Linked DNA regions of Mus musculus: all the other regions are linked to region 1. Evidence: chromatin contacts called from public promoter capture Hi-C data. All regions are on one chromosome and are shown on one strand. The core of a region is the stretch at or near the end of the contact, and the rest is flanking DNA. Distances in the headings are between cores, read along the strand shown.

Region 1 (7,684 bases), core at 2,945-5,444:
AAGAGGTGAAACAGAATGAGACTAGACCTGAGAAGCATGCTTAAAACTTTAAGATTACTGAAGGCTATCTATTAATTTTTTTCATTGTGAGAAGCTACAAGTAACAAAATTCAACAGATGAAGACCTTCTAAGTTCTACGAGATTCTTGGTAATTCATTCAAAGTTTCTCTGATGTTAATGACAACCACATATGATGTATCTATTTATCATGAGAAATTAATCAGCCTGAAGACAACCTGTATTAGATGTTTGCCCTCACTTCTACAAGTATCCATCAACAAAATATTATTCTAGAATTAGATTCGTACTCTCCCCTCCATTCTAGTTAATATGGGAACTCCTCATTTAAATTATCATTTTAAAGACTGTAGCAATGGTGAGAGAGAATGTAAGTCATGCAGAGAAACAGTGACAGGGGCACATTTCAGCCCACACCATTGGCAACAATTGCAGCTCACACATCACAGGTTCAGGTGAACATATCTGAAAAGATCATGGCATCAGCACTGAAGAGTTTGTTGGCCAATTACCTGCTCTTCCTGTGTGTCGATAACCACCAGGTGAGCCCCCATGTCTGAGCAATTCTTTAAACTTGATGACCAGGTCAAGGTTGTCGTAGAGAAAAAATAACAACTAGATTGATAATGTTTCCAGTTCAAAGGACAGCAATTCTTGACTGAACCTAAGAGGAGAAAGGCTTCAGACATTGCCCAGAAACTTTGCTAATGATTCTGTGTGCTGCAGATGGTTATACCTGATGCCTCACTGTAGCAGGAAAGCTCCTTAATATTTCTATGTGGCTGTAAGTTCTGCCCGGAAATTTGAGAGCTGCGATATGTTACTGTAAGAGGAAAGGGAAGTGGTTAATGCTTTGTGTCCTTTTCAGTGCTGAAACCCTTGCCCTCCTGTTTTGTGCTCATAACAAAACAGCCAACAGTGGTCACAATGTTTTCCCACTATTCCCCCCTCCATACTGGGATGCCCTTCCTCAAAGAAAGAGTAATTCATATTTGATGGCTTTCCTAACTTAAGAAGAATAAGTTTTATTTTTGATACATGTTTGCAGTACCTTCTGAGTCATGTCTAATCATCTAAACCTTCCATCCATAAAGAAAATTGTTGTGTCCTCATCCTGACCAGGTATCTCAGCTGCAGGTTAACATTTCATAGAGAAGGCTGACCTAATGATAGTGGTCTGAGAGGAAGAATTCAAGAGCACCAAGGGAATGGAAAATATACACTGCAAAAATATGCAGAGATGACTGAAATTCAGTTATAGTTGAGTTTCTGGCTTAGGAAACAGCCTAGGGCTTGAGGATGGATAGAGAGAAAATTGAAATAAAATGATGCTATACATCTGGTCAAAAAAAAAAAACCCACAGCAGGGAACATCATAGTCCATAACTGAGCCTATGAATATCACGTCTAAACTAAGTCACTGGTTCTCAACCTGTGGGTCTCAACCACTTTGGTGGTGGCTTATCAGATATCTTGAAGAGCAGATATTTATTTACAGTACTATTCATCACAGTATCCAAATTACTGTTACAAAGTAGCAACTAAGTAATTTTACACTCAGGGGTCACCACAATATGAAAAACTATTTTAAAGAGTTGAGGCATTAGGAAGGTTGAGAACCACTTAGCTGAATTAATGTGGAGTGTGGGACCATGCCATAAGAGGAATGGTATGGAATTGGTGAGGTAGAGCATATTTAAACCCTGGAAATCTCAGAACTTGAGAGTGGCAGGAGTAGAACTAGCTCCTTCCCTGTTTCCATGCCTGCTTCAGAGCCTATAACCAGGTGACCCTTAACCACGTGGTCAGTCATGGACTCAGCACCTAGAACACCTCTCCATAAAAATGAGGCATTTCAGTAGCCGTAGCTTTCAGCCAATGACCTTTACCTTCTCTGGATATTCTCATGCTCTTCTCCAAAACTATATAACCCTTGGCTCATCCTGAATAAAGTCTATGCATTCAAATCCACCTCCCACAAAATACTGACAAGCTAAGATTGTCTCAGAGAGCTGCTTCATTAAAGATGTCAGACCCGTAACACTAAGATTCTTAGCAAAAGCCTTCTCCACGCACACATAGCCGACTTGATCCCAACCAGATGGGGATCCTGCCTGTTCCAGACTCTGCTTCAATCTTTCAGCCCAGTCTGCAGCAGCGACTGATAGGGCCAAGGGAAGAGGCAGACTGTGGACCCCACGCTTTCAGGACTTTGCCCAGCCCTCTCCAAGCCAGTGTACCAGCAGCATCGGGACACCTTGAGGGGAAAGGTGGAACCAGGAAGCGCAAATTAATATAGTGTCAAGTTGCCATTTATATATTTGTGTTTATGTCCATAGATGAATAAACACAGCGCAGCCTCCATCGCAGAGCCTGTCATGGTGGTGACTGGCAGAGGATGAAGAAGTACAGGACTACACAAGGTGCTGAGAATAAATAATGGATAGTGTTCATCTCTAAACCAGATATTAATCACCCATTTTATGGTGTTGGGTACACTGCAGAAAAGGGAAAGAATGTAATAGCCTGAATAAAAGGCGAATAGTTGGGAAAACGGCATCTTCTGGAGAGGACACAGCTATTACAATCACAAACCAACAGGCCTGTGCTGGGTTTGCCAAAGAATGGTTGGAGAAGGGTACGTCTTCTGTTGGAGTGCTTCCTATTGATAGATTCAGGGAGTGGGGAAATTGCTCCTTTCAATTGTGTACTCTGAATGACCCTATCATTCTCCAATGGATACCCTCCTCCAATGGATGTTCTCCCCCAATGGATGCCCTCCTCCAATGGATACCCTCCTCCAATGGATGTTCTCCCCCAATGGATGCCCTCCTCCAATGGATGCCCTCCCTCTGTGATCATACAGATGGCCCATGTTAAACCCAACTAAACTAAACTAAACTAAACTAAACTAAACTAACTAAAACTCATGAAACTGAGAAAGGAAGCAGGTGGGGTTAGTAGTGAAGGGAGGTACATAAGAGAGGGTGTGAGAGAAAGAGTAATGGAAAACATTATATACACATATGAAACTGTTAAACAACAAAGTCGGTCAAGAATAATTAAATATAGCATGCACAAAACTTTATTAAAACAAAACCAAAAAGCCTCTTTATAGGAAAAGTGATGCACCAAGCAAGAATCTACTGCTAGTGTTTGCCATGGAGAGACAGAGTGAATCTGATCATCAGAACCCACCGACACATCTGGTGATGAAACAGCCACTGAGAAACAGGATGGAGGCCCCGGCTATCGTCCAGGAGAGCACTTGGGAGTTTTTGAAGCATCCTCTCTCTGTAGGAAGAAGGATAAAATACACAGTGGATCTTCCCAAAGCAATATACGAACGAGATTTGAGTTGACTTTATCTTTACTCCTTCCTGTTTTCATTTCATATCTACCAGTCCCCAGGCTTGCCCATGCATCCGTGCCCTCTGGAGACTGTTGGTCCTCACCCAGAAAGCTAACAATCCAGGCGAGCCGTGTGGAAGCCTCTGCTTCCGGCCGATGTTAGCCTGGAAACCACACCTTAAGAAGTCTGAGCTTTTCATTTCTACTCTCCCCATTTAAAATGCTTCTGCACTTTAAGGACTGCCCTCCGTGCTTCCTCCCTTTCTTCTCTTCTCATCTTACCTCACTTTCTCCCTTTGCCTTTCTAGTCTTTCTCCTGCTGGGCTCTTCTCAGCATTTCATTTTTAAGCTTTTTGTAAATTAGACCAAACAGTTGGCAGCCATGCAGTAAGTACTTTCTTATGCCAGATATACATTTTACAGACAATTCGAGTAAATTCCACAGAAGTGAAGGACTTGCTCAAAGACATTCAGAGTATCACAGAAGGTAGAAACAGTCAGCAGGCAAGCTCCTCCCACCTCCCTTGGCCCCTTCTCCCAGACTCCTCAGCAAGAGCTCTGACCTTTCCTCTCTTTTGTTTTGTTTCCACCTCAGTAAGTGCTTTTCTATCACCCTAGCCCTTGGCAAACTTCTAAGAGAGTCAAGGAGGATGCCTAGATTGTACCTGTGTGGTGGGATGCAGGCGATTTGGTTGAATTCATTCTTCCTTTTTCCTGCCTTTCTTCCTTTTCCTTCTCTTCTCAGTTTAGAAAGAGCCCCTGGAAAGTGAGTCTTGAATGGTGAATCCTTGGCCCTCTTTTTAAAAGTTCAAGACTAACAGACCGGATAGCACAGTATGTCAACGTGCTTTATAGATGTGCAATTAAGTCAGAATTTCCTCTCTTGCACAAGGACAAGGAGTTTAGTGGACACCACGCCAATTCTCACTCCAGACCACAAAAGAGGAAATGATGAAGTATATGCTAAGCATCAAGAGAAATGGCAGAGAGGCCTGAAAAATATATCTGTGTTATTTTAGTTGGTAAATGCCTTACTTTTCTCAAAGTCTAACTTGGTCCCGATTTTCCTTTGGCACTATGTGCCTCAGTACCACATTCTGAATTCTTGTTGTTTTTTGTTTGTTTGTTGTTTCTATCAAGTATACATTTGTTCACAGACAGGAGGCTGAGAGCCTCTAAATTATCTCTGCCCACACCACACAGCTGGGAACATAATGTGCATATTTACAAGTTGGCAATGAAAGTTTTCTTTAGGTCCTTTCTGTTCCTCTTCCTTTACCAGCTCTTAGGTGCTCACTGTGTGGAATCTGACCCCTTTACCAAGATGCTATCCACTGGACTGTTTTATAGATCAGCCACACATGCCTTTGTGAGTCAGTTCAGTTTCTTAAACTGACACACAATGTCTAAGGACTCATTAGGTACTTTAATTCTATTTTTTATTTATTTGGAAATTTTAGAGGAGGAACAGATTTGAGTGTCAGCAGAAGCAATTTCAGTTAGACAGAACTCAGTGTTTGTCTGGAATGTGAGCTTGATATAGGATGTCTTTCCTTAACTTCCTACAAGTTTTCTAAAGACTCTTTAATGTCTGTAAAAGTCACACTAGTATCAGCTGTCTTGAGGTTATGAGTGTCAGGAGATAGAAGTGCTACACATATGACTTGGTAATCCCCGTGTTTGATGAGCCAGATTTCCTATGTGCTACACAATATTTTTTTTGCCTCAAGGAAACTTTCTATTATTTCCACAGATTGGAAATTTCCCTCAGAACTTTTTATTTTACAGACACGTGGATTTTTTTCAAGTATCTTGAAGCATATTTTAAAATTGATATGGCTTGGTTGAGTTGTCACTGAAATTTCATATGTAAGGCTTTGCTCCCCAGAGAAGAGGCTTTGTGGATGTATAGAGATGAGCTCTTGTGAAATGGCCATAGCTTCAGTGGCTTTGAAAGAGTCTGAACTATTTCAGTCTTCAATGGTTTCTTGACTTCTATCATGGTGTGCCATCATTTCCAAGATCCAAACCATGGGGTTACCAAATCCTTGACCTGATACTCCAGACAAACATGCCAAAAGAAAACTTTATTTCTGTATCATTGGTCTTTTGTGTCTCAAGATTCTTTTTGTAGGCTAGACTAACTTTTGAAACCCATAAGCAATGTAGGTTTTGCTATCCTCTAGGTCTTTTTCCTAAGTTTTTTCCTTCAAAGTCTAAAAGTTTTCACTGTAGAGTTTTATGTTTGTTTCCTTGGTTGGGTTTATTTCTGTTTTTAAAATTATATATTTTCTTTATTTACCATCTAAATGTTGTCCCCTTTCCTGGTTTTCCCTCTGAAAACTCCATTCCCTCACTACTCCCCCTGCTCACTAACCTACCCACCCCTGCTTTCTGGTCCAGGAATTCCCCTACACTGGGGCATTAAGCCTTTTTAGGACCAAGGGACTCTCCTCCCATTGATGAACAACAAGGCCATCCTCTGCTACATATGTGGCAGGAGCCATGGGTCCCTCCATGTGTAATCTTTGGTTGGTGGTTTAGTCCCTGGGAGCTCTGGGGATACTGGTTGGTTCATATTGTTGTTTCTCCTATGGGGCTGCAAACCTCTTCAGCTCCTTAGGTCATTTCTAATAAAAAATTAAATAAAAAATAAAAAAAGAAGATTATTTTCCTGCATTGGACAGTGATTTTATAGGGTGTAGTTTCCATCCTTGTTTTGGAGTTTTCCATTTATTATGCTTTGAAGGGCTGGATTTGTGGAAATATATTGTGTAAATTTGGTTATGTCATGGAATATCTTAGTTTCTCCATCTAGGGTAATTGAGAATTTTGCTGGGTATCTTAACCTGGGCTGGCATTTGTGTTCTCTTAGTGTCTGTATGAGATCTACCCAGGATCTTCTTGCTTTTATAGTCCCTGGTGAGAAATCTGGTATAATTCTGATAGATCTACATTTATATGTTACTTGACATGATTCCCTTACTGCTTTTAATATTCTTTCTTTGCTTTTAACATTTGGTGTTTTGATTATTAAGTGACAGGAGGAATTTCTTTTCTGCTCTAGTCTATTTGGTGCTCTCTAGGTTTCTTGTATGTTCATGGGCATCTTTTTCTTTAGGTTAGGGAAGTTTTCTTCTATAATTTAGTTGAAGGTATTTACTAGGCCTTTAAGTTGGGAATCTTTGCTTTCTTCTATACCTATTATCCCTATGTTTGGTCTTATCATTGTGTCCTGGGTTTTCTGGATGTTTTTGGTTAAGGCCTTTTAGTATTTTGCATTTTCTTTGACTGTTGTGTCTATGCTTTCTATGGTATCTTCTGCACCTAAGATTCTCTCTTCTATTTCTTGTATTCTGTTGGTGATTCTTGCATCTATTACTCCTGATCTCTTTCCTAGTTTTTTATTTTTATTTTTATTTTTTATTTCCAGAGTTGTCTTCCTTTGTGATTTCTTTATTGTTTTTACTTCCATTTTTAGATCATGGATGGTTTTGTTCAATTCCTTCACCTGCTTGGTTGTGTTTTTCTGTAATTCTTAAAGGGATTTTTGTCTTTCCTCTTAAAGATGTTCTACCTGTTTACCTGTGTTCTCTTGTATTTCTTTAATGGAGTTATTTATGTCCATCCTAAAATCCTCTATCAGCATCATGAGATGTTATTTTAAATCTAAATCTTGCTTTTCCAGTGTGTTTGTATAACCAGGACTTGCGGTGGTGAAAGAAGTGGGTTCTGATGATGGCATGTAGCCTTGGTTTCTGTTGGTGAGGTTCTTGAGTTTGTCTTTCACCATCTGGTTATCTTTAGTATTAGTTGGTTTTGCTGTCTCTGGCTGGAGTTTGACCATTCTCTGGGCCAATAAGCCTGTGTCAGCACTCCTGGGAGACTAGTTCTCTTTTGGTGGATCCTGTGTACAGAGGGCTGTGGAATAGCCTTAACTCTGGGTACTGATGCAACTGGGAGGATCTTGTCCCAGCTGAACCCCTGTTCCTGTGCCCTATGTGCTCTTGGCTTGTCCTGCTTTGGACAGTTATTGGAGAGAAAGTGGCAATCTCACCTCTTAGCCCAGGAGTGAGAGCCCTCTTGGGAGACCAGCTCTCTCTTGGCATGATCTGTCTACAGAAGCCTGTGGAACAGCCTTATCTCTCTGGTGCAGATGGTGACTGGAAGGATCCTGTCCCACTATTTCTATGTTTTTTTTTTTTTTTGTGGTTGTTTTTTTCTCTCCTCTGTCTTTCACTCTTGCCATGTGTGATTATTTCCTTTTATTAAGTAATTTGTGTATGACTTAATTTTTAGTATTTGTCATTGTCA
Region 2 (7,684 bases), core at 3,275-5,774, 370 kb before region 1:
CAATTCTTTACAGACCTTAAAAGAGCAAGGTCTTAACTTCATATGGGGGGAAAATCCCTCAGAATAGCTAAAAATCTTGTACAATAAAAGTTTCAAACTACCATAGAGCAACAATAATGAAAATAACATTGTACTGGCATAAAGACAGACAGGTTGGTTAATGGAATTGAATCTAGGACCCAGAAATAAATCCACACATGAACAGACACTTGATTTTTGACAGTTGTAGTGGCTATTACTGGTTGTCAACTTGACTATATTTGGAATGAACTACAATCCAGAATTGGAAGGCTCACCAGTGACCCTTATCTGGAGGCTGGGAGATAGAAGTTTCTGATCTGGATCTTGGTATGGAGATCTTGAGGCATAGTGGCTATGGATTCCAGAAGATTAAATCTCCGAGTTCAAGATCATCTAGGATTAAAGGTGTGGTGGAACACATCTTTAATCTGGGCTAGACCTTCTGCTGGAGACAATATAAGGACATTGGAAGAAGGGAGTCTCGCTCTCGCTCCTTCGCCTTCTTGCCATGTGGGACTGAGTAACTGCTAGATCCTTGGACTTCCATTCACAGCTACTACTGAACCATTGTTGGAAATTGGGCTGCAGACTGTAAGTCATCAATAAATTTCTTTACTATATAGAGACTATCCATAAGTTCTGTGACTCTAGAGAACCCTGACTAATACAACAGTGAAGCCAAAATCATACAATGGAAAAAAGAAAGCATCTTCAAAAAATGATGCAGGTCTAATTGGATGTCTGCATGTAGAATAAGGCAAATAGATCTATGTATCTATTACCATGAACAAAACGCAATTCCAAGTGGATCAAAGACCTCAACATAAAACCAGACATGCTATGTCTAATAAAAGAGAAAGGGGGAATAACTTTGAATGCATTGATACAGGAGACAACTTCCTAAACAGGACACCAACGGCTCAGGCACTAAGATCAACAATTAATAAATGGGACCTCATGAAACTGAAAAGCTTCTGAAAGGCAAAGGACAATCGATAGGGCAAAATGGCAATCTATGGATTGGAAAAAGATCTTCATCACCCTTACATTCAACAGAGGATTAATATCCAAAATATATTAAAATAACTCAAGAAATTAAACACCAACAACCCAAATAATCCAATTTAAAAATGCACTACAGAGCAAACCAGAATCCTCAACAGGAATCTCTAATGACCAAGAAGCACTTAAAGAAATGTTCAAGTCTTTAGTCATCAATGTGTCTCTGAGATTCCATCTTATACCCCATAGAATGGCTTATATCAAGAACTCAAGTGATAGCACATGCTGGCAAGGAGGTGGAGCAAGGGGAGCACTATTCAATTGCTTGTGGGAATGCGAACTTGTATAGCCACTTTTGAACTCTGGCAATTTCTCAGAAAATTGGGAATAGTTCTACTTCAAGACCCAGCTGTATGACTCCTGGGCATATACCTAAAAGATGCTCCACCATACCACAAGGACATTTGCTCAACTTTGTAGCTACTTTATTTATAATGTCCAGAAACTAGAAACAACCTAGATGTCCCTTAATGTAACCTTCTCTCAGCCTGAAGCTGGCTGAGCCAGACCTTGACCTTGCTGTCACTAAGGGGATTACTTAGGATGGAGCCTTCCTCCCTAGATCACTCTATTGTTCAGCCACTGTGGCTGTTCCTCTTCAATATACCGTTACCTGCTGAGAGGCCCCAGAGCTATTCCAGAGACTACACCCTATCCTGCACATCATCACCTGCAGCTGGTTCCAGGCTCCAAGGATGAATTGGCGGGAATGGGCCTCCCCCCCTTTTTATAAGCGCAGTTGCCATTAAACATTTGAACCTTGAACAGACTAGCATGTTTTGGTTCCATTATTTCTCGACCTGCCTAGGTTCCCTCTTTTCTTTCAGCTCCAGGTTGCCTCCCAAGCTCGAACCTGGACATGAGAGCCGCAGGCCGACCCCAACACCTTAACCCAAGAATGGATAAAGAAAATGCACATTTTCACAATGGAATACTAATCAACTATTAAAAACAAGGACAGCTGGGCAGTGGTGGCGCACACCTTTAATTCCAGCACTTGGGAGGCAGAGGCAGGCAGATCTCTGAGTTCGAGGCCAGCCTGGTCTACAAAGTGAGTTCCAGGACAGCCAGGGATATACAGAGAAACCCTGTCTCGAAAAAACCAACCAACCAACCAACCAACCAACCACTACCACAACAAAACAAAACAAAAAAAGCCAAGGACATCATGACATTTGCATGCACATGGATGGAGCTAGAAGATATCATCCTGAGGGAGGTAACCTAGACCCAGAAAGTCACGTATGGTATGTACTTGCTATGTCTTGAATCATGGGAAACCCAAAGCCCAAGAATTTCAAACTCTGCTGCAATTTGCAAAAATCTTCTTGTTTCAAGTTTGAACTCGGATCACATGCCTCACACTCACAGGGTGAATGCTGGCAAGGGATGCCTGAGTCTGGAAAACACTGGGTTTATATACAGTACAGTTAGGAATCTCCTGAATGTTCACAGAAAAGGGGAGAGGAGGGCTGTAATCATTTGGTGGGATGGAACTGAAGCCGGGAAGGGGGGGCGGTTAATGTGTGTCTGTTCAGGGACTAATTTTATGGCCGGTTGTAACTGTCTGTGCTCTCTGATTACCTTTCCTTCATGATTTAAATGTGGGGCCCTAATCTCCTTTGAGTTTGTTATTTCTTTAAGGTCTCAAGGACAGGCATCTGGAGAGTTTGGCAGCTTATCAGGAAGAATGTTGTTTCAGAGACACAGAGGCAGGGAGGATGTCCTGCTCTAGAGATGTCTCCATTAAGGGGGAGATTTATGGGTAGTGCCGTTCTAATGCTAGGCTGACTTTTGGGAGCATAATCATTATCATTCTTTTGAATTGTTTGAACTCACTTTTGAATTCTTTTGCAACGTTCTTACATTTCTTCCAAGTTACTCTCATTGGGGACAATTACTGCCTCTGCTTCCTTCCACAACTATAAAGACTTTATGAATGTCAGCAGCACACTAGAACACGGCATTGGGAAGAGTAGGACCCTGTATCTCCACATCAGTGTCACTCATATTTGACTCCAGAATAAACTGTTACTTACTTCCCTTGTGGTAAGAGCTGTGACTTTGGGTTGACAGTTTTGGGCACTTGAATGTGGGGTCCCAGGATGGTTCTTTTTCTCTGGAGAAATTCTACATATTGGCACCAGGTACCTGCACAGGCCCCTTGTGTCTCACCATCCATCACTGCCTTCTTGGGTGGCTGCTGGTGAGTTCTCCTGGGGCTGGGCCTCCCTTGGATTGGTGGATGGTTCATTGGTTTATTCTGAGCTAGTTATGTGGATATCTTTTAAACTATTTCACAGCACTCAGTTTAAATGACCTAATGTTTGTTTCTGATCCTTCAGCTATTTTAAGAATGCTGCTGATTTCCTAGCATTTGGCCTTTTTCTCCTCAGGTATCTAATTTTTCTGTGGCTTCTCTTGTCAATTGCAACTTTGCCACATTACTGAAGGAGGGCCTGCTCCTTGCAGCCCACAGCGTCTCGATGCTGTGGTATGTGCGTTGCAGGCATGTATGTGATTGTGTGCGCATCCATGCTTCACAGCCAAGCTTGACAAAGCATATCCTCCTATTCCTGAGTTGTGAAGAACTGTGTTGACTCCGTAGGTAAGACACATAAGGTTTAATCTCCCAGTGCCTTGAGCTTCTCATGTTCCTGAGAAGATATAGAACAAACTTGAGACACTCGGGAGAAATGATCTCAGGGTCTGTGTAGGGAGCATGCATACGGGGCAGTGTGTGTGTGTGCGCGCACACTCTAAAAAGCAGCACATAGCATGAGTGAAGATGGTAGATGACAGCCAGGCACAGTCTGCCAGCCTCCAGAGTCTCCCAGGGAATCTGGAGAAAGCAGAAGAACTGCTAGAAGAGGTGGGAACTCGACACAGCAGAAGACAAAGTCCAGAGCCATCCCAGGGCTTTGGCTTGGTTTTTAGGAGCTCCTCACTCCCAAGATGAAGGAACACAGGTTGCAGACTTTGGAAATCTGCCCTGTCTTACAGTGGTGCACATTCTGAAGAGCCAGAAAGATGCCAAGGTCAAGGACCCTCTTAGAATGGAGAGGTCAGAACTCGGCTGTTTGGCTAGAGTGAATGTTGTTTCTCCCTATAGGCAGCTTTAGCTCATGTTGGTTGCAGAAATCACGTTTGTGTGTGGAAATGCCCAAACTCTGCTGTGGAGTGCTGAGAGCACCGGTTTCAGGGGAAACTTCTCTAATGCCTGGTTCCTCTTTTTCCTTTCCTTGCCACTTTTCTTCCTCTTCCCTGTTCAGGCCACAGTGTCCACAGTGTTTGCATATCCATGACAAATGCGTTTGAAGCTTGCAATTCTGTTTTTTTTTTTTTTTTTTTTTTTTTCTGGTTGTGGGGATCAGCCCTCTGTGGCCCAGAGAGTTCCACCCTGTGGTTTTAAATTTTCATGCTGTACTCTCAGAGGTACTTGCCCATTAAGTGTCTCTGCACCTTATCCTGGATGCTGGATTAATCCTTACCATGTTTATTTCTCGTTTATATTAAGTGTATTAAGACTGACACAGGTTCTCTGAAGAAAGCAGGTCTCTTCTCAATATGGCATTACCAAACATTTATACTGACGTGAACTTCAAAAATCAACCTGTTTCCTCAGGCCTCATCTCAGACTCGTCTTCATGTACCGTCTCAGACTCGTCTTCAGGTAAACCTTCCTGCACCCCCAGAACAGTGAATCATTTTCTGGTGTTCTAAGCTAATGGTGAAATGAAAGAAGGTGTTTACGAACAAGGCCTGCGGGATGTTGGTGCTGGCTGTCTCAGAGGCTGTGGTGTGAGACAGGAGATAATTCAGCAGGTTCAACTGTCTGTCAAGTAGCTTTGAAAGGCTTTGCCTTGTACTGGGCAAAGAAATGAGTTCAGGATACTGTCTTTAGAGAAAGTTTGAGTTCTACTGCATGTTTTTTATGTATGTAAAACGATACTTTACCTGTGAAAATAATGTTATCTATTACTTTGTTTTCTGTTTACTTACCAGCATGTCATAACTTTCAGATATTGATATTTGGGGGATAGTTTTATCTTGAAGGGGAGTTTCAGTGTCCCTTTCTCCACCCATACTGGGGACAGGAAGCAGGGCCTCATCCTTGCTGAGTATAAGTTCTATTGCTAGAGTTACTAGGGTCTATACTATTTCTGAGAGAATTTTATTTAATTTTTAGCTAGCGTGTAAGCCAACCATTTGATTCATTTTGGCATTTTATACAGACATCACTATCCCTTGTGTACATCCCTAACCCTATCCCATTCTCTCTCCTTGCTCTCTTGATCATCCCTTCCTCTTTCTGAAATATTCCTCCCTTCTGCTTTCATGGCACATATCTATTTCTACACACATGTGCGCGCACGCACACACACACACACACACACATACACACACACACACACTCCTCACACAAATGCACACACACACGAATATACATGTGCACACATACATAAATGCATACTCACCCACACACCAACACACTCATATATCTCCACACAAATGCATACACACACACAGAAGCATACACACACACCAGCATACACAATACATGCATTCACACATACATGCACACATACCCACACCCACATAAACAAACACACATACACACCAGCACTCACACATACATACACAAATACATTCACACACACATACACACCACACATCTAAGTTCACCAAGTGTGAAAGCAGCTGTGACATTTGCCTCTTCCTCCCCACTACTCTCTTCTTCTTTCTCCCTTTCTTTTATGCCTCTTCCCCCCTCAGTCTCTGTCAACTCAGAAAATGGTTTCTAATCAAGAGACAGCTAAAAAGATGACATTAGACCATATCAGAAACATGGGAAGTATGCTTATACAGACTTAGTCAGTTTTGCATGCTTCACAGTAATGCTAGAGGCAGTTTGGGAGATTATTTCAATATACAACAAAGTTCTATGTAGCCATAATAAAGAACATTAAAGAAGAAAATATGGTGACAGAAAAATGTCCAGAAAATAACAGAGCAGAAATAAGTGATTGTGCCGGGTGTGGTGGCACACGCCTTTAATTCCAGAACTCGGGAGGCAGAGGCAGTGGATTTCTGAGTTCGAGGCCAGCCTGGTCTACAAAGTGAGTTCCAGGACAGCCAGGGCTATACAGAGAAACCCTGTCTCGAAAAAACGAAAAAAAAAAAAAACCAAAAAAGCAAAAGAACGAAACCACCCCCCCAAAAAAACCCAACAAACAAACAAACAAACAAACAAACAAACAAACAAAGTGATTGTGATATGTCAGTCATATGGGGAAATGTGCACACATGTACACCTTAAAACTCCATAAAAGGGCACACACACACACACACACACACACACACACACACACACACACTCGTGTCTCTCAAATACCAATATTAATGAGTTCTTGTCAGTGATAGAAAGTTGTGCTTTCATGTTTATCCAATGGACATCACTGTTTCCTTCCTATACAGTTTTATTTTATTTTATTTTTTATTTATTCACTTCACATCCCACTCACTGTTTGCCTCCTGGTCATCCCCTCCTACAGTCCTTCCCCACTCCCCCACCCCTTTTTCTCTGAGTGGATCAGAGCCCCCAGGATATCTCCTCTCCCCATCTTGACACTTTAAGTCTCTGCAAGGCTAGGTGCTTCCTCTCCCACTAAGACCAGACACAAGGCAGCCTAGCTAGAAGAATATATCCCACATACAGGCAACAGCTTTTGGGATAAACCCCCACTCCAGTTGTTTGGGACCCACATGAAGGTCAAGTGGCATATCTACTACATATGAGCGGAGAGGCCCAGCCTGTGTATGTTCTTTGGTTGGTGTTCAGACTCTGAGAGCCCCAAAGGTCCAGGTTAGTTGACTCTGTTGGTCTTCTTGTGGAGTTCTTATACCCTTTGGAGTCCACAATCCTTCCTCCTAGTCTTCTATAAGAGTCCTCAAGCTCCATCCACTGTTTGGCTGAAATAATCACATAGTTAAAAAAAAAACAACCTCTCAGAAATAGTATAGACCCTAGTAACTCTAGTAACAGAGCTTGCATTCAGCATGTGTGAGGTTCTGCTTTCTTTCTCCAGTATGGGTGGAGAAAGGGACACTCAAACTCTCCTTCAAGATAAAATTGTCCCCCAAATACAAACTAATTTCTTAAAGTTGCAATATATTGTCAAGTAAATAGAATACCAAGTATACTACAAGAGTCTGTACTATTGATATATTATGGCAGAAAAGGGAGAAGATAAGGAAGAGGAAACGGTAGAATTCATTACTGATTTAATTAGTTTATTTTTTCCTCTAGCTCTCCCAAAGAAGACCACTATTCACAAAAGTAACCCTGGCTTTCCCAGGCTGCTTCTTGCCTTGTGGATATTTTTCCTGCTGTTGGCAATCTTATTCTCTGTTGCTCTGATCAGTAAGTATGCCAACCGAATAAGTAAGCAATGTCTGTCTGGCACAAAGAGAGACATCCATTAGAAACAGGTAATTTATCAGTGGTTTCCCCAAGAAATCTGGAAAAGAAACTTTCTTTGGGAAGACATTTGGGAATTTTTAATTACAGAATGACTTTCCTGTAAAAATCATTTATTGT
Region 3 (7,684 bases), core at 2,268-4,767, 340 kb before region 1:
TATCAACCTTTCCCCGAGAAGCTTCAATTTGCAGTAGATGATGATTAACCCAGAGACCCACAACTAGCCAAAGCACAGTGAATAAGAGACTGCAGAATGCTCAGCCCTAAATGGGATGTATATGCCACAACTCCCCTCCACACAAAGCTCAGGAAACATTGCAGAAGAGGGAGCAGAAAGTTTGAGATCTGAAGGTGATGGATGACTATAAGAAAACAGTGTCATTTGGATACAGCAGGGCATCTGCACATATGGACTCAGAGGCTGCTACAGAATGCACCAACAAATCATTCCAAATCCCAGCATGGGCATGAAATCCACCCTTAGCTGCAGAGACATTGGCAAATGTTAGCTGCTGGGAGGGGAAGAGCTTGTTTTCTCTAAGAGCTGTAGCTCCTGATAAATCAAAAAGACTTACCCAACACAGGGTAGTCAGAAGACAGCTTGCATAGGGGAATCAGTTAATTCCCCATGGCACTTGAGTTCCACAGATTAAACTTGGGTCATCAGGGTTGTTAACAAGCATATTTACCTGCTGAGCCATCTTAACTGCCCCAACTTCATTCTTCTTTATAGCTCATCTATGTTTTCTTTCCCTAGTGTCTTCATGACTTACATTTAAGGGTTTGATTATTTTGAGTTGATTTCTGTAGATGGTGAGAGATGGGGGGTGGGGTCACCGTATGTGTGCTAAGGTATGAGGCCAAACTAATCTTCTTGCATCCCTTTTCTCCCTGGACAGATAAGTCAAAGAGTGAGCACTCAAGTTATCACAAGGTTAGTGTTTCTGAAGACCCTTCCTACACTCCTGCCCAGTCAACTTGCTATCATAAATTTTCCAAGTACCCCCAAGAAACAACAAGGTACTAATGCCACTCAGGAAATCCCAAAGCCGCTAGAGGCTACCCAGTAGGGACTGGGAAAACAAAAAGCCAGACAAATTCCTTCTTGTACAGATAAAGAGCAAAATTACACAACGGACAGAGAAGAAATGAGCAAGTTAAGATGCACCACGAACATCTTATTTTGGGTCTGGCTTGTTTTGTTTAATGTAACAGTGCCCAGGTCTGTTTTCTTGCTAATGCCATAACTTTGTTCTTTACAGTTGTGTTAAAATTACATTGAGTATGTGTATCACGCTTTCTTTCTTCACGTGTGGATGGGCATCTAGGCCGATTCCAAAAGTAGTCTCTTGCAAAAAGCACAGCAATGGATGTGGACCTGCAAGTGTGGTGTGGTGTGGTGTGGTGTGGTGTGGTGTGGTGTGGTGTGGTGTGGTGTGGTGTGGGGACTGAGGTTCCTTTGGATTGCTACACAGAAGTGATATAGTCAGGCTGTATGGCACCCTTACTTTTAGCTCTTGAAGAAACACCATACTGACTTCCATGGTGACTAGGGGTTCACACTTCAACTAGCAGCATGTAAAGTTCCCTTTCTCTGCATCCACACCAGCATTTGTGTTTTTGATAGACTCCATTTTGATTGGCATGAGTTGAAATCTCAAAAATGTTTAAAATTTCTTTTCTGTTGTGGCTAACTATTTTGAACACCTTTCTAGGTGTCTATGGGCTCTCTGCATTTCTTCCCTTGAGAATTCTCTGTTCTGTTCATAGTCCTGTTGCATGTGCATTTGGGAAAGATTTTTCCTTCTGTAAGCCGTCTCTTTGCTCTGCCTATTGTTTCTTTTGCTGTTTATGCCACATTTTTGAGGACACTGTTAGAGATCCTTTAGCTAGATAATGTAAAGAGATGGGAAGTTGTTTGCATAATTGTTTAAAAGCCTTTGCATAATTCTCTGTGGGAGAATTAAACTTTGGTGTTCTTGACACACCTACCTGCACCACCTACAGTGGAGGTAGCCTCTCTGCCTAATTTATAGGCTTGCGCAAGAGGCTGCCAGGGACCAATATTTTAAATGACTTTATAGTGACCACCGCACTATTTATTTGTTTGTTTATTTATTTAGTGTACGTGCATGTGCGTGTGCATGTGTGTGCGTGCGTGCACACACGTGTGTGTGTGTGTGTGTGTGTGTATGCGTGCAGGTAGATGAACATGGAAGTTAGGACAATGTGCAGGAGATGGTTCTCGCTTACCATGTGAGATCCAGGGATTTAACTCAGCTTGTCAGGTTTGCTAGCAAACAAAAGACTTGAAGGTAAAAGATGCTTGTCATACTATACCGCCGGTCCTGACCACCATATTAAAACAGAGGAGTGTGATGCATGTTCAATTGCTCTGTGGCCTTGGCTCCAGAATGACGAAGCATCACTACAGTCATCCGTATGCAGATCCTAAGCACAAATAAACTGTGATTGAGAAATAAGTGCTTGCTGCTATAAGCCAGCTGGGTACGGGACTGTGGATGACACAGTGTAGTTAGCTCACAATGTGAATTTTTCCCCTAGGGAGATAGCGGCAATTTTAGAACTCACTTTTGCATAAGGAGCTTGAAGGATGGTCTCTGGGAGCGAGCAATTACAGGCGAGAGGGTATGTGTCCATGAATCACTGCGTCCCGGAACCTCGTACAGAGAACTACGAATTTTCTTGCCCTTCTTCTATCCTTTAAAAATGTGATTTTTCTCTTTGCTTACTAAATAATTCAATTTCAGTCAGGGCAGGTGTCCATAGTAGGATGCGATGATCTGACTGTGCAGAGGGCTGGCTTGATGGCAGAACTGAAGCCCTAAGCGGTGAGGGGAATATTGGCATGCTGATGAGAAAGCGCATGGCCTTGGGGGTGGGTCCACAAACCTGAGAGGTGAGGAGGGCAGCTGTGTCTGACAGCGGGCAGGTGAGGAGTCTGAACTCAAATAGGGTGAGGCAGGCACCCATGCTTGGGGCACTTCTCACAGGAAGTCAGAACCCCAAACGAGTGAGCAGAGGGTCCTCAAGGAGCAGCGTGGGATGATACCTTGGCATTTGGGAGGATGGGGACCGTGCATAGTTTTGGCTCCAAATCAGGCTGAGATTCCGAGACTAAACCGGATGGCTGGACCTTTCTCACAAACCAGGCATGGGTTTCAGGAGCTAGGCGAGGCACAGGATGTGACTGACAGTGGAGAATACAAGCTGGAAACTCAGCGACTTTCAAGATAAAGAGAGAATCCTTGCTAGGATGTGGAGGAAATGGCCTGTCAGAACCCAGGCAGGTTAAAGAGAGTGCCCATGCATAAGGCAGTGCTGGAACGGTTTCCAGAGACTGAGAAGGGTGAAGAGACTGTCCCTGCGTGGTGCCACAGTCTAGGGTGTGTACTAGGTGCCTTTGGGATGAAGAATGCTTCTGTCCGTGACAGGGACTTGAGTGTGGTGCTAGAGACTCAGGAAGACCCACTGGCAGCTCTTCAGAGATCACGAGTAGAACTTGGCACATGCTGGGTAAAGGAGGCCTGATTGCGGAGGGTGCCTCAGGGTGAGTGTCAGAATCTCAACTCCGTAGGGAGTTTGACTTCTCTAATGCCCTGGTTCCTCTTTTTCATTCCTTCCTGTTTTCTTCTCTCACCCACTGGGTTCTTGGTATAGCTGTAATTCTATGATTGGACGGAATGCATTTTCTGTCCGCGATACTCCCTTTGCAGGCCAGGGGAGTGCTGCAAGCTGAGGGCAGCTGTCTGTTACTGCCTCTCATTTCTAGCTGGTGTCAGGATTATTTGCTGTCACGTTTGTTTCTTGTTCAGGAGATATTTTAAAGACGGGATGACACACATCTTCTGAGGGCAGGGGAAACTTTCATCTCAACATGTTTTCAGAAAACATTTATGTTAACACGAACTTCAAAAATAAAGTTGACTCCTCAGACATCGACACAGACTCTTGGCCAGGTAAGAAAGCATTTTCTGCTGCTCCCAGTTAGTGATTCGGTAAAGGACAAAGACAGATGGTCTTAGATGCGGCTATGCCTGCAGGTCCCTGGAGCCTCAGCCAAGTGTGTTGCCTGTAGACAGACATGGAAGGTCATAGGATTGTACAGTGGAGAAGAGAAAGTGTTGTCTTTACTTTTACCATCTAGAGAAAAATAATACCATACGAGTATATTGTATCTTTTCTACATGTAGATACACATAAATATGTGTACCATATTGTTTCAAAAGTTAGGCTACTGTATAATAATTCCCCACTCTCTATTTGATAACATAGCATAGTTTGTTTGGTATCTAAGTGTTGCATAGCTTCTTTCACTCTTTTCATCCCAGTGATGGAGACTGAAAGCAGGACCTTACACATGGTTGGAAAGTATTGTAACTCTTTTAGAAGTGGTGACTAAAAATGTAGCGATTGTTACCATAAAGGTATACAAAGGTTTACAAATACTTCTTGACTATCACATTCTTTGCAGTTGGAAGTAAGACTTTAAAAGTATAAGATGAAATACTCTGCAGTCATTATAAAACTGATAAAGAAGACATGATGATATTAAAAAAAATGGTTGGATGTTTCACCCCATGTCTGTAGTAGCAAAACTCAGGAGGCTGAGACAGAGGATTGCTATAAGTTTGGGGCCAGCTTGGATTACATAATGAATTCAAGGTCTACCTTGGGAACATACCAAGACTCTGTCTCAGAAATAATACAAAAATTATAAAGGAAAAAATTCACGATTTAATGAAAAAAAAAAAGCCACAAATCAGTATTTATGATGTGCCAATTGCAGAAAATATGAATTTATGTGTGAAAGTTTTAAACGTGTTGGAAAATGAATATCAAATATTGGCGACAATTATCCTCAATGTTAAGAATGAATTATTCTATATTTTGGAATGTTTCTAAAATTAACATGATTGTTTCATATTTACATTCTCTTATTATTTCAAACATCACATTATTAGTGTTTATCAGGCACAGCAACAGAATAGGAAAAAGAAGAGGAAATAACAGAACTCAAGAAATGAATTTTGTTTGTCTTTCAGCTCCCCAAAGGAAGAACACGTCTCAGAAAAGTTGTCACAAATTCTCTAAGGTCCTCTTTACCTCACTCATAATCTATTTCCTGCTGTTGACAATCTTATTCTCCGGTGCTCTGATCAGTAAGTACAAGTACAGAGGAACAAGTAAGCAAGGAGAGAAGTAGCTATTAGACAGACAGCTATCCAGAAACCTGGGAAAGAAACCTATTCTGGGGCGATAGAAAGTATTGGAAATTTTGATCTGTCTCAGAATTACTGTCCTGTAAAAATGATGGAATCCATTCTGCCTAGAGAAACATGTCCTGGAGCATCTGTTAGATCTCAGTACCGAGGATGAATCTGTGTCTCCTTGGCAGCATTTAGAAGCCAGCCCCATTGGACACCCAGATGCTCATCTTTTGGAATGAGAAGGGGATGAGAAGTCATGGACCAGGCTATTCTAGGGACAGTGCTCCAGTGGAACTCCTTCTAAATATATATATATATTTCTGTCCCAGTCTGTGTGAGACCTGCAAGCTATTTTTAAAAATTTATTTATTTATTTATTCAATTTATTTATATTCTAAATGTTGCCCAACTTCCAGAGTTCTTCTCTTCCTCCCCTGTCCCTTTGCCTCTGAGAGCGTACTCTGGGGGATGACAGGGAGGGAGTAGGGTGGATATATGGGTGGGTGGGGGAAGAAACACCCTCACCTATACTCTTTTTTTTTTGCCTTTAAAATTCTGTTTATTTAGCATAGGTACACGTAAAAGAGAAATCATCCCCAAAGCCCCCTATACCCTCTCCCGGCCCTGCTCCCCAACCCACTCACTCCCACTTCCTGGCCCTGGCATTACCCTGTACTGGGGCATATGATCTTCGCAAGACCAAGGGCCTCTCCTCCCATTGATGGCCGACTAGGCCATCCTCTGCTACATATGCAACTTAGAGACACATCTCTGGGGGTACTGGTTAGTTCATATCGTTGTTCCTCTTATAGGGTTGCAGACCCCTTTACCTCCTTGGGTACTTTCTCTAGCTCCTTCATTAGGAGCCCTGTGTTCCATCCAATAGATGACTGTGAGCATCCTCAGAGCTAAGGAAGGAAAGACCATCCAGAGACTGCCCCACCCGGGGATCCCATATACAACCACCAAACCCAGACACTATTGCATATGCCAGAAAGATTTTGCTGACAGGACCCTGATATAGCTCTCTCGTGTGAGTCTATGCCAGTGCCAGAAAGCTAATTTAGAAAACAGTGGATTTCTCTGTAAATTAGCTTTCACATTCATCAAAAATTTAAAACTATAAACTGTATTTTATGTAGGTGTTATACTTAGCATTCAATAATTACTAATATCCATTTACTATGTATTGGGCAGCATGTCAGAGAGTCCACATGCTGGCCCCCAGTCTCAAGAAGTTTTGAGAATGTTCAAGTGAACCAGTGCTTAAAAAAATCATATGGGTGATGCTATGCAGGTAAGAAGTAAGAAGTAAGCTCAGGGGCTAAGAAAAGCCAGGAGGAGATGACATCTGGACCTGTGTGTGCTGGCATTGCTATAGACATATGCGAGCATGGAAGATATGAACAAATATCTTCAGTGCATTACTGAAATGTGTAGTGTTCCATGAAATGGCTGAGGCAGACAAATTTGGACTCATATATAAAAAATAACACATAGCATACTACACTTATTTCCTCTCTGTAATTTATTTTTTTAGTAGCTGTTGCTGAGTCATTATCTATCTTAAAACTTTGTAGGCTAATTGAACTATCGATGTAATTCCTGCTCCCTGGCTTCACCAAGACTGTTCTGTCTTGGGAGATTCTCATGGTCCTAGGTGAACGTATGTGAAGGACACTTGGACACTCAACCTTCTTGAAAGATGACATGTCTCCCTAGAATAGGCTCATATTATGCCGCAGAGCCCTTCTATTGCAGTGCTTAGCCGTGCAACTCTCTCGGGCTGCTGAAGCACACTCACTCTATCCCGTGCAATGAGACTAGCCTCATGGGATATAAGAGCTGAGTGGCCAGCGACCTATTGCCTAAGCATAGATATATCAGGGGAAGCTCCATGTTCTAGTCCTGCAAGCGCCTGGGCAATAACCACCTTGTCTCTCCTAGTTTGGGCCTTAAGCTTACAGACCAATCAAAGAAGCAACACTAATCCACAGCAAAGTGTATCTCCAAATAATATCAATCCCACCCATTCTTTAAAGAAGGAAAATGCTGAGGAGATCCAATTGGGTAATCCTTTGGTCAGGGACAGGTCCAAGCGCGTGGAGTTGACCTGAAGTCTCAATTCCCGAAGGATCTGTTCAAATTCAGCCGTCCAATTCTGTAACATATACTGAAAAAGACTTTTTGACAAATTAGCTGTCCTAGTAAATTTCTCATACTGAATGGAAGTAACACACAATCTCGGAAACTTTTGTTCACATCCCAGCTGAGTTATTTGTCATAATACATCTAGTTGTTTCTGGACAAGATCTATGAGTTGATTAACCAGCATGAGACCTCCCTGTATCATGACATTAGCTGAGGCCTGTTTATCTATGACTGTAGTCACTGAGGCTGACAAAGTGTTAATGGTGTCAGTCGTCTGGACCTGTCCAGACAGAGCCAAGGCTGTCTGAATCAAGGCCAAACCCAGTTCCTAGTTAGTGGTAAAAAAGCAGGAGAATACTTGAGCATTATACATCACCGTCATTGGGAGTGGAAATGTCGACATTATCCCCCAACGCTGCTCTCTCTTTATTATTGACGCCCTGGACATCACCAAGACGA
Region 4 (7,684 bases), core at 3,792-6,291, 300 kb before region 1:
TTTTTTTTTTTTTTTTTTTTTGCCAGCTGTAGATAGTATCTGTGATTGTGTGGCATTTGGATTTCTGGGACCTTCTCAGAGGGTGTAGAAATGCTAGGGCCTGTAGTGGTGGGGTTGGAGGTTGTGGATCATTCGGGGGGTTGGTTGTGGTTTGTTAGTAGTCATGCTCAAAGAAATGAAAGGACAAAATTGGATTTAGGCATCTCTCTCCCTTCTATCCTTCTTTCTTATATAGTGATGGGGGTGAAATTGGGGTGATAAGTGATGGGAAGAAGAAGAACTCACAAAGGAGCAAAGACCAGTTATATATTGCCTCTCTGCTGATGAGACAGGAGAGGTGAAACAACCCTCAACATTTGGAAGAGGTGAAGAGGGCACCTAAGGATAATGTTGGCTTTGTACTGGGTTGGGATTCCAAGACACAGAAGGTTGAAAAGAGGTTTGCTTGTCTTTTACTACTTTATGGGTTCTTCTTTTCCACCCTTTATCCTTTATCCCCCTACATTATCCCCAAGGTTTCACCTCCTATTCACTAGATAGAAGAGAGAGAGAGAGAGAGAGAGAGAGAGAGAGAGAGAGAGAGAGAGAGAGAGAGAGAGAGAGAGAGAGAGAGACTGTCTTCTTGTTTCTTCTTTGAGCACTGGAGAGGGACTTGGCTACTCTCATATTATGGAAGGACTCACATCCGAGTACCTTCTAGGTCTATGTGACTTGACTGGGATACAGATACTCTATGGATTATAGTATGGTCTGGCTGGCATACAGACATGCCCTTAGTATACACCTTTGATCCCAAACAATAGAAGGAAGCAGCCATATTTGATAGTGATGTCTAATTTGGGAGGAGGAGGTTGACAAAGTGGTGATGAATCAAAGATTTAACAGAATGTATCAGAGATAGGATATATTCAGTTCTCATTAGAACATGAGAGGAAAGAGAGACTACTTAAGATCAATGCAGGTATCATTCCCCTTGCTCTATTTCACTGTTAAATATTTGCTGCTTCTTCCCTCTACCCTGCTAACCATTGCAACTGTGGATCAGCCTTTAGTATAACTGTCACCAATCCCTTCCAGTATTGGGGTATAATTCTATTTAGAGTAGCCCAGTTATTTAGAATTTGTTTCACATAAGTTGAGTGCATCTCATATGACATCATGGCTTCTTTACACGTATTATTTCCATAAAATGCCATCCTATCTTGTTATAACCTTGTTCTGTACCATTACCAGGTACTTCTTATATGACTTTTAGGAAAGCTGATGTTTGTCTCATAACTCCAGGCTTCCCCTTCTCCCACTCTGTCAGCATAATTGGTTAGAGATTAACCCTTTCTCTCAAAATGGCCTGTTTCATCAGATTGTCCTCCTGCATTTTGAGCTAATTTCTGACCCATACACCCTCTAGCACAGTCTCTTTCCTCATACTTCCTGTGAGAAATCCCCATTCTCTTGCTCAGGCCTGAGCCTTTTATGTTCTCCCTTTTCAGTGATCCTTGTTCTCTTGTGCTTCCACCTCCACCCATAGTTTTTCCAGTTGCACAGCCAACTTTACAATCCTTTCAGAAACAAAAGAATAGACTGACCCCCTTTGTTTCCACCCGTCCTTTTTAGTATTTCATGCCCCTCCATTTCTAGCCACAATTTTTTCCAACTCTTCAGACAGTCTTTCAAACTTTTTTTTTGAAACAAAATATACAAAGATAGAAAAAAAAAAAAAAACAATCCAGAAAATCCCTCTGAGAGCACTGCTGGGGATATCCTAGTAGTAGCAGTTGCAATAAACTTTTTACTGGCTTCTTAAAACAAAGTATCCATCTTTCCCCACCCCATGTCATTTCCTTCATGGCATTTGAAATCAAATTTCTCGTTTTTATTTTTAATTTTTGAGCCCCAGATTGAGGCACCACATATTGCCTGTTTTTTTTTTTTTGTCTTCCTTTGTTACTTTGTGGATTCTTCTTTTTCCCACACTTTATCTCTGCTCCCTCTCATTTCACCACACTTTAACTAGATAGGAGAAAAAGGATAGATGGGAGAGAGAGAGGGAGAGAGAGATCCTTGAATCTAATTTCTTTCCTTTTTTTCTTCTTTGAGCATGACTACTAACAAAACTACAACCCCCCCATCCCCCCAAGAATCACCAACCATGAATATTGGGGCTATAGAATCTACATGCCCTCTGGAAAGTTCCCAGAATTCCAAACATGACACAATAGTAGAAATTGGCAAAATCACACCACTACTAGAGCACAAGGTTGACCATAGCTAGCTGCTGTGAAGAGTCCAAAGCAACTTCATACCCCCACAACTTCGATTAAAATGAAAACATATTCTTATATTTCTATGTTTTTTTTTAGAAGAAACTAAAATTCCAAAATTCTCAGTATAAGTTTCCTTGCAGGGGGTAGACCAGGCATGGGCAGAATGTATATGGTGGAAAGCTCAGTATGGGACATTACTGTCTATTAAGGTAAGGAGAGTATTCTTGCCTGGTTGTGGGTGACCTGGCATTGGGGGTTAGCAGTCAAGTAGGATGAGGAGAGTGTCTAAACAGAAGGCAGTGTTGGTGTGGGTTTCAGGGACTGGCAAGGTAAGGATGATGTCTGTTTTGTGGGATACCTCTGTGTGGCCACTCAATACCTTTAGGGCAATGATCATTTCTGTCCATCAAGGTGACCTTAGTGGAATAATAAAGCCCCAAAGAAGCTGAATGAAGTCTCCTTAAAGATCAGTATGAGGAGTCAGAGCACAAGTCAGTCAAAGGAGGTTTTCCACAGCCAAGGTGTAAGAACTTCAGGAATATGTTTGGTCCTGTGTGGAAATATTCAGCCTAATGAAGGAAGGTATCACTTCAGGAGACCTGAAGTTTGGAGCCCAGTCAGAAGGGACAGGCCTCTTAGTGAAGGGTGATCGATGTTAAGGGAAGGAGAGGAGTAGCATCTTAAAGATTATCACTTGGCAGTTTGAGATACAGATAATAAACATAGATTTGTTTTCACTCATAGATGTAGGTTAGAAATGCAGAAATCTGGGAAATAAAATGAAATTTGTGGCATTATATTAAAATGGCCATTATAGTGTGAACCCATGGTTTTCAGTGTGTTTGGATACAAAAGCAAGAGAAAAACCAATAAAAACTGTGTGTGTGTTTCTTATGCACTCTTTGCTTGTTATATGTAAAAGCATGGGAGTAGCTAGAGGAGATTCAAAGAAGGAAAGTATTTGGAAGAACTGAAGGTTGAGCTTGTGGCTATGAGCTGGAAGATGTCTGTGGGAGGGACTCAAATCATCCCAACTTTAGCAACTAATGTAAGTGTCCCCTCTTTTACACTGTGACCCATTTGATTTTCCAACAGTGCAGTGAACACTTAGCTCATGCTGAGGAGCATTAGGATTAAGAGAGACACAAGAAGAGAACAATGTCCTCCCACAAGCTACTATCCAGAGCTGTTTCAGGAGCTCTAGATGTGACCAATATCAAAGTGAGTGGAGAGTCCCCATGCAGGTAGTTATGTACCTGTGGCAGGAGGCAGAGTGTTCAGAGGATCAGCTTCAGAAGAAACAGGATATGAGCTTTGCCTTCCCAATACTGTAGGCAGCTGAGAGAAAAGTGGGATCCCACACAATGGTGAGGTGTCGCAGACCCTCTGATCCCTATGTCTGCGTGGAACGGGTCTCTAGTCGCAGGTGGGCAAAGCATTGGATGATATGACAGACAGATGTACACAGGAGAGGTTGTGTAGAATCTGAATGTATTTGTCAGGTTGAGCATCAAACTTTTTATAGTACAGAAAATACAAGGGTCGGAAGTCACAGCAGGCAAGGTACATTGAAGTTACCAGGTACAAAACAAAGGAATGACTTTAAAAGGATTTACAGGAACCAGGTAAATGTTTACAGTAAAGATAAAGCAGTCCTGTCTAGGGTCAGCTTAGTGACAGGCAAGGATTTTACACTTTAGTGTTATACCTGTGAACCTTGTGAAGGCTAGCACCAGGGGGTTCTGCTCTTGGCAGACCTCAAGAATAATGTAATATCACAACCCACCTAATTTCCTAGGCCTTGCTAAATTCTTATATGAGTGTAACTTTTAAGTATCTGGAGAATCTCCAGTTGTCAGGAGAATATACCAACTTGCTTTTAATATTCAATGTAGCCTTACTGAAGATTTCTATCTTGGAGAGATTCTCTGGCTCTTTCTGCAGACCAGTTGAGCCACTGGCTCTGTCTATTGTAATGCTTAATTAGTTACTGAATAGGCTAACTTCCTTACTGCCTTCTCACAGGATTTTAAGCTCTGGCCGCTTCTGGGATCTTGGAACACTGGGGAGACTAACTATAACATAATTTAATCTTAAAAGGTATTTATAATAAAATATTAAAAGAGAGCTCATAGATCCATACACCAGACTAACGCAGGAATAGAGTATATGGATAAACTCCAGGAGGTGAGCTTCCTTGAAACTCTCTGCCTTGTGAGTGGCTTTTAGGCTTCACAGTCTGTCAAGCTGACTCGACTGAAGTGCGTGGCAGTGAGGGACAACGATCCTCTAGAATGTGATATCACAATTTGTTTCTTCAGTCAAAATCAATGTCATGTCTTAAGTGTTTGCCCATTTTGTCTGGTTTTCCTTAAAAAAAAGGAAAACTGGTTTGCATATAGAACTGCGCGAGTTTATGTTTGCTGTGTCTTAGGATAGAGTTCTCTAATAGCATGGTTCCTCTTTTCTTCTCCTTCCTATTTCTTTTCTTCCCCCTTTGAGTTCCCACTTTGCAGTCCTTGCATACCTCGCTGAGTGGGTTTGAGGGCTACAATTCTTATTTTCTTGTATTAAGAGGTTGGATTTCCCCTGTGTGACCTGAGTGATTCCGTGCTGTGGTTTCTTGTTCTCATGTGGTTTAACCTAGTGAGACATGCCTCTTCTTTCATACAATTGTGTGACATGACAACCTGTTGCTGCAATTGGTTCTCACATACTACAGAGCCTTAGAGAGAGAATGAGTTGTGCTTTCTGAGGGAGGCAGGTCTTTTCTTGAAATGGCTTCAGAAATCACTTATGCAGAAGTGAGGATCACGAATGAATCCGACTCCTTGGACACCTACTCAAAATGTCCTGCAGGTAAAACAAAACAAAAGGAAACAAAACCACCTTTCTGTACTTATGTAGACTGGAGGATAAAGGAATGGCCACTAGCAAAGTTAGGTGGTATTTGTGAATGATTCTTTGAGCGCTCCCATCTGGTATTTTACTGGAGTCTTAGTTGTTTAAACTATTTGTAGATCAACTTGAAGAGCTGGACAGTTTTATAGTGGGAAGGAAAAGCTTTCTCAGAATGTTTTTTGCTCTTGCCATTTACAGAAACTAAACCTTGAATCTTGCTGCATTTACTGCTCTATACAAATGAGCATAAATACATTTTTTTTCTGAAAATGAAGTCATATTGTTTAATAGTGATCTCTACCTTCTATGTTTGACAGTATTTTGTAACTTCATGAAAACTGTTTCTGTGTTGAGATTTTATCTTGAAGGAACTTTTTCATTTATACTATAGATCACAGAAGAACCTCTCACTTGATGGCTAGTTGCTGTGCCACTAAATTGTACCTTCCTCCATGAAGTTTCCAGCCATGTGGTGGTGGCTAGCAGACAGACATTATGCTAAAGTGATGGACTATGAATAGAAATATTTATCTGTTATTGTATATGTGTCTTTAATATTTTGGCAGTTTGGAAGTTATTTATGTATACAGTGCTGAATCTATAATAAAGAACACTAAGAAAACATAGTGAAATGAAAATGTATTTACAATACTAATGTAAAGAAAAGTTGTAGGCCAGGTGGCACTATTTATGTTGGGTCATCATGCAGGAAAACACTTTATATGCACATACTTTAAGATTTACTGCAAGGGCCAGGATTGGCCTAATTCCAGCACTGAGGAGGCAGAGGCAGGAGGATCACTGAAGATTTGAGCCCAGTCTGGTCTACATAATGAGTTGCAGACCATCCAGTACTACACAGTGAGATCCTACCTCATTACACTTCCCTTCACACACACACACACACACACACACACACACACACACACACACACACACACACCTCCATGAAAGGCTATGAACCAAGTATTTTCATATATATATATATATATATATATATATATATATATATATATATATATATGTACATATATATACATATATACACATATATATGTATATACACACACATATATATTTTTCAGATCTCAAAATATTAATATCAGTTATTTCAACAGTGTAAGTTTGTGCTTTTATTTTTCTGTTACTTGAAATGTTCATACTATTAGTAAATTATGTATCCTAGACAAAATGGGAAAAAAGAAGTGTGGAAAAGAAGAAACAAGGATGGACTTATTTCTCATGAAATGAATGTGCTTCTCCTTCTAGCTCCCAGAGAGAAACCTATCCGTGATCTAAGAAAGCCTGGTTCCCCCTCACTGCTTCTTACATCCCTGATGCTACTTCTCCTGCTGCTGGCAATCACATTCTTAGTTGCTTTTATCAGTAAGTATCCTGCACACATCAATGGGCCTTGTCTGCCTTAGATGAAGACAGGTTCCACTCTAGCAGTTGGCATTTAATGGAAATATGAAGAAGAAATATTCTTTGGTGAAAATTAAAATCACATTCATGAGTGTCTGTGTGGGACTGTCTTTATTAGGCTAAGAGGTCAAATCTACATTTTTTTTCATTTGCATCAAGATGTCAAGCTGTATGTGTACAGGGCTCTTTCATCTAATGTGAACTTGTGGACAAGAAAGAGCTAGGAAGAAATTGTCCAAGAAGAGTTCTTCAGCTAATTCCTAGCTGCTTCTGTCCTGCCCAGTATTATGAGAAATCTAAAAGCAACCTGAGCAAATGGGTGGATTTCTGTTCATCAAAGATTTGAGAGTGTATGAAAAATTTTTAAAAAATGCATGAAAAGTCGTATATTTAGGATGCTTTACTCATTTGTTTACACACTCAGAGTAAAGTAATAGTAATAATATAGTAATAGCACACAATAGTGTATTACAGATGATGTGTCAGACCAAGTCCAGGAAGAACACAGACTCTGTTCTCAAGAAATTTAGAAGAAAGTCAATGAATCAGTGTCAGCTAATTATAATGCCAGACTCTTATTATCCCAGCTACTCAGGATGTTAGATAGTAGGACACTAAGTGTGGAGCTAGCCTGGGCTATGTAAAAGAACTATATCTGATGAAAATAAACTAGGGTCTGCAACATTGTTCTGGAAGTGTTGTGTTGTGATAGCTATTCTTTTTCTTATTATTATTTAATCTTTTTTTATCTTATAATTTTTTTATTAGATATTTTCCTCATTTACACTTCCAATGCTATCCCAAAAGTCCCCCATACCCAACCCCCACTCCCCTACCCACCCACTCCCCGTTTTTGGCCCTGGCATTCCCCTGTACTGGGTCATATAAAGTTTGTAAATCCAATGGGCCTCTCTTTCCAGTGATGGACGACTAGGCCATCCTTATTATTTTTTAAATTTTTAATATTTTTTATTACATATTTTCCTCAATTACATTTCCAATGCTATCCCAAAAGTCCCCCATACCTACCCCCCCACTTTCCTACCCACCCATTCCCATTTTTTTTGGCCCTGGTGTTCCCCTGTACTGGGGCA

The links. Promoter capture Hi-C pulls out the DNA fragments that hold promoters and counts their contacts.
Region 2: a contact with region 1 is called in a promoter capture Hi-C map of macrophages, with 7 read pairs. The contact joins the promoter of Clec4a1 here to the promoter of Clec4e in region 1. A contact is called at or near these places in 7 of 39 promoter capture datasets (the C10 cell line, cranial neural crest, hematopoietic stem and progenitor cells and 4 more), 4 of 115 datasets of contacts at active chromatin or transcription factors (bone marrow-derived dendritic cells and embryonic stem cells) and 2 of 9 other capture datasets (adipose tissue and embryonic stem cells).
Region 3: a promoter capture Hi-C map of macrophages shows a contact between it and region 1, with 6 read pairs. The contact joins the promoter of Clec4a3 here to the promoter of Clec4e in region 1. A contact is called at or near these places in 6 of 39 promoter capture datasets (embryonic stem cells, liver, macrophages and 1 more) and 1 of 9 other capture datasets (liver).
Region 4: a contact with region 1 is called in a promoter capture Hi-C map of embryonic stem cells, with 2.6 times the contacts expected there. The contact joins the promoter of Clec4a4 here to the promoter of Clec4e in region 1. A contact is called at or near these places in 4 of 39 promoter capture datasets (the C10 cell line, embryonic stem cells, liver and 1 more).

What each region holds. Positions count from the first base shown.
Region 1 is chr6:123,285,677-123,293,360 of GRCm38.p6, forward strand. It overlaps Clec4e (C-type lectin domain family 4, member e), which reads right to left and starts at 4,195. Exons shown (of 6, transcript NM_019948.2): 1 at 4,036-4,195; 2 at 3,218-3,313; 3 at 756-842; 4 at 532-683. The coding sequence starts at 4,072.
Region 2 is chr6:122,917,324-122,925,007 of GRCm38.p6, forward strand. Clec4a1 (C-type lectin domain family 4, member a1) reads left to right here and starts at 4,525. Exons shown (of 6, transcript NM_199311.2): 1 at 4,525-4,756; 2 at 7,394-7,507. The coding sequence starts at 4,651.
Region 3 is chr6:122,949,127-122,956,810 of GRCm38.p6, forward strand. Clec4a3 (C-type lectin domain family 4, member a3) reads left to right here and starts at 3,518. Exons shown (of 6, transcript NM_153197.4): 1 at 3,518-3,823; 2 at 4,910-5,026. The coding sequence starts at 3,742.
Region 4 is chr6:122,985,326-122,993,009 of GRCm38.p6, forward strand. Clec4a4 (C-type lectin domain family 4, member a4) reads left to right here and starts at 5,042. Exons shown (of 6, transcript NM_001005860.2): 1 at 5,042-5,123; 2 at 6,435-6,551. The coding sequence starts at 5,042.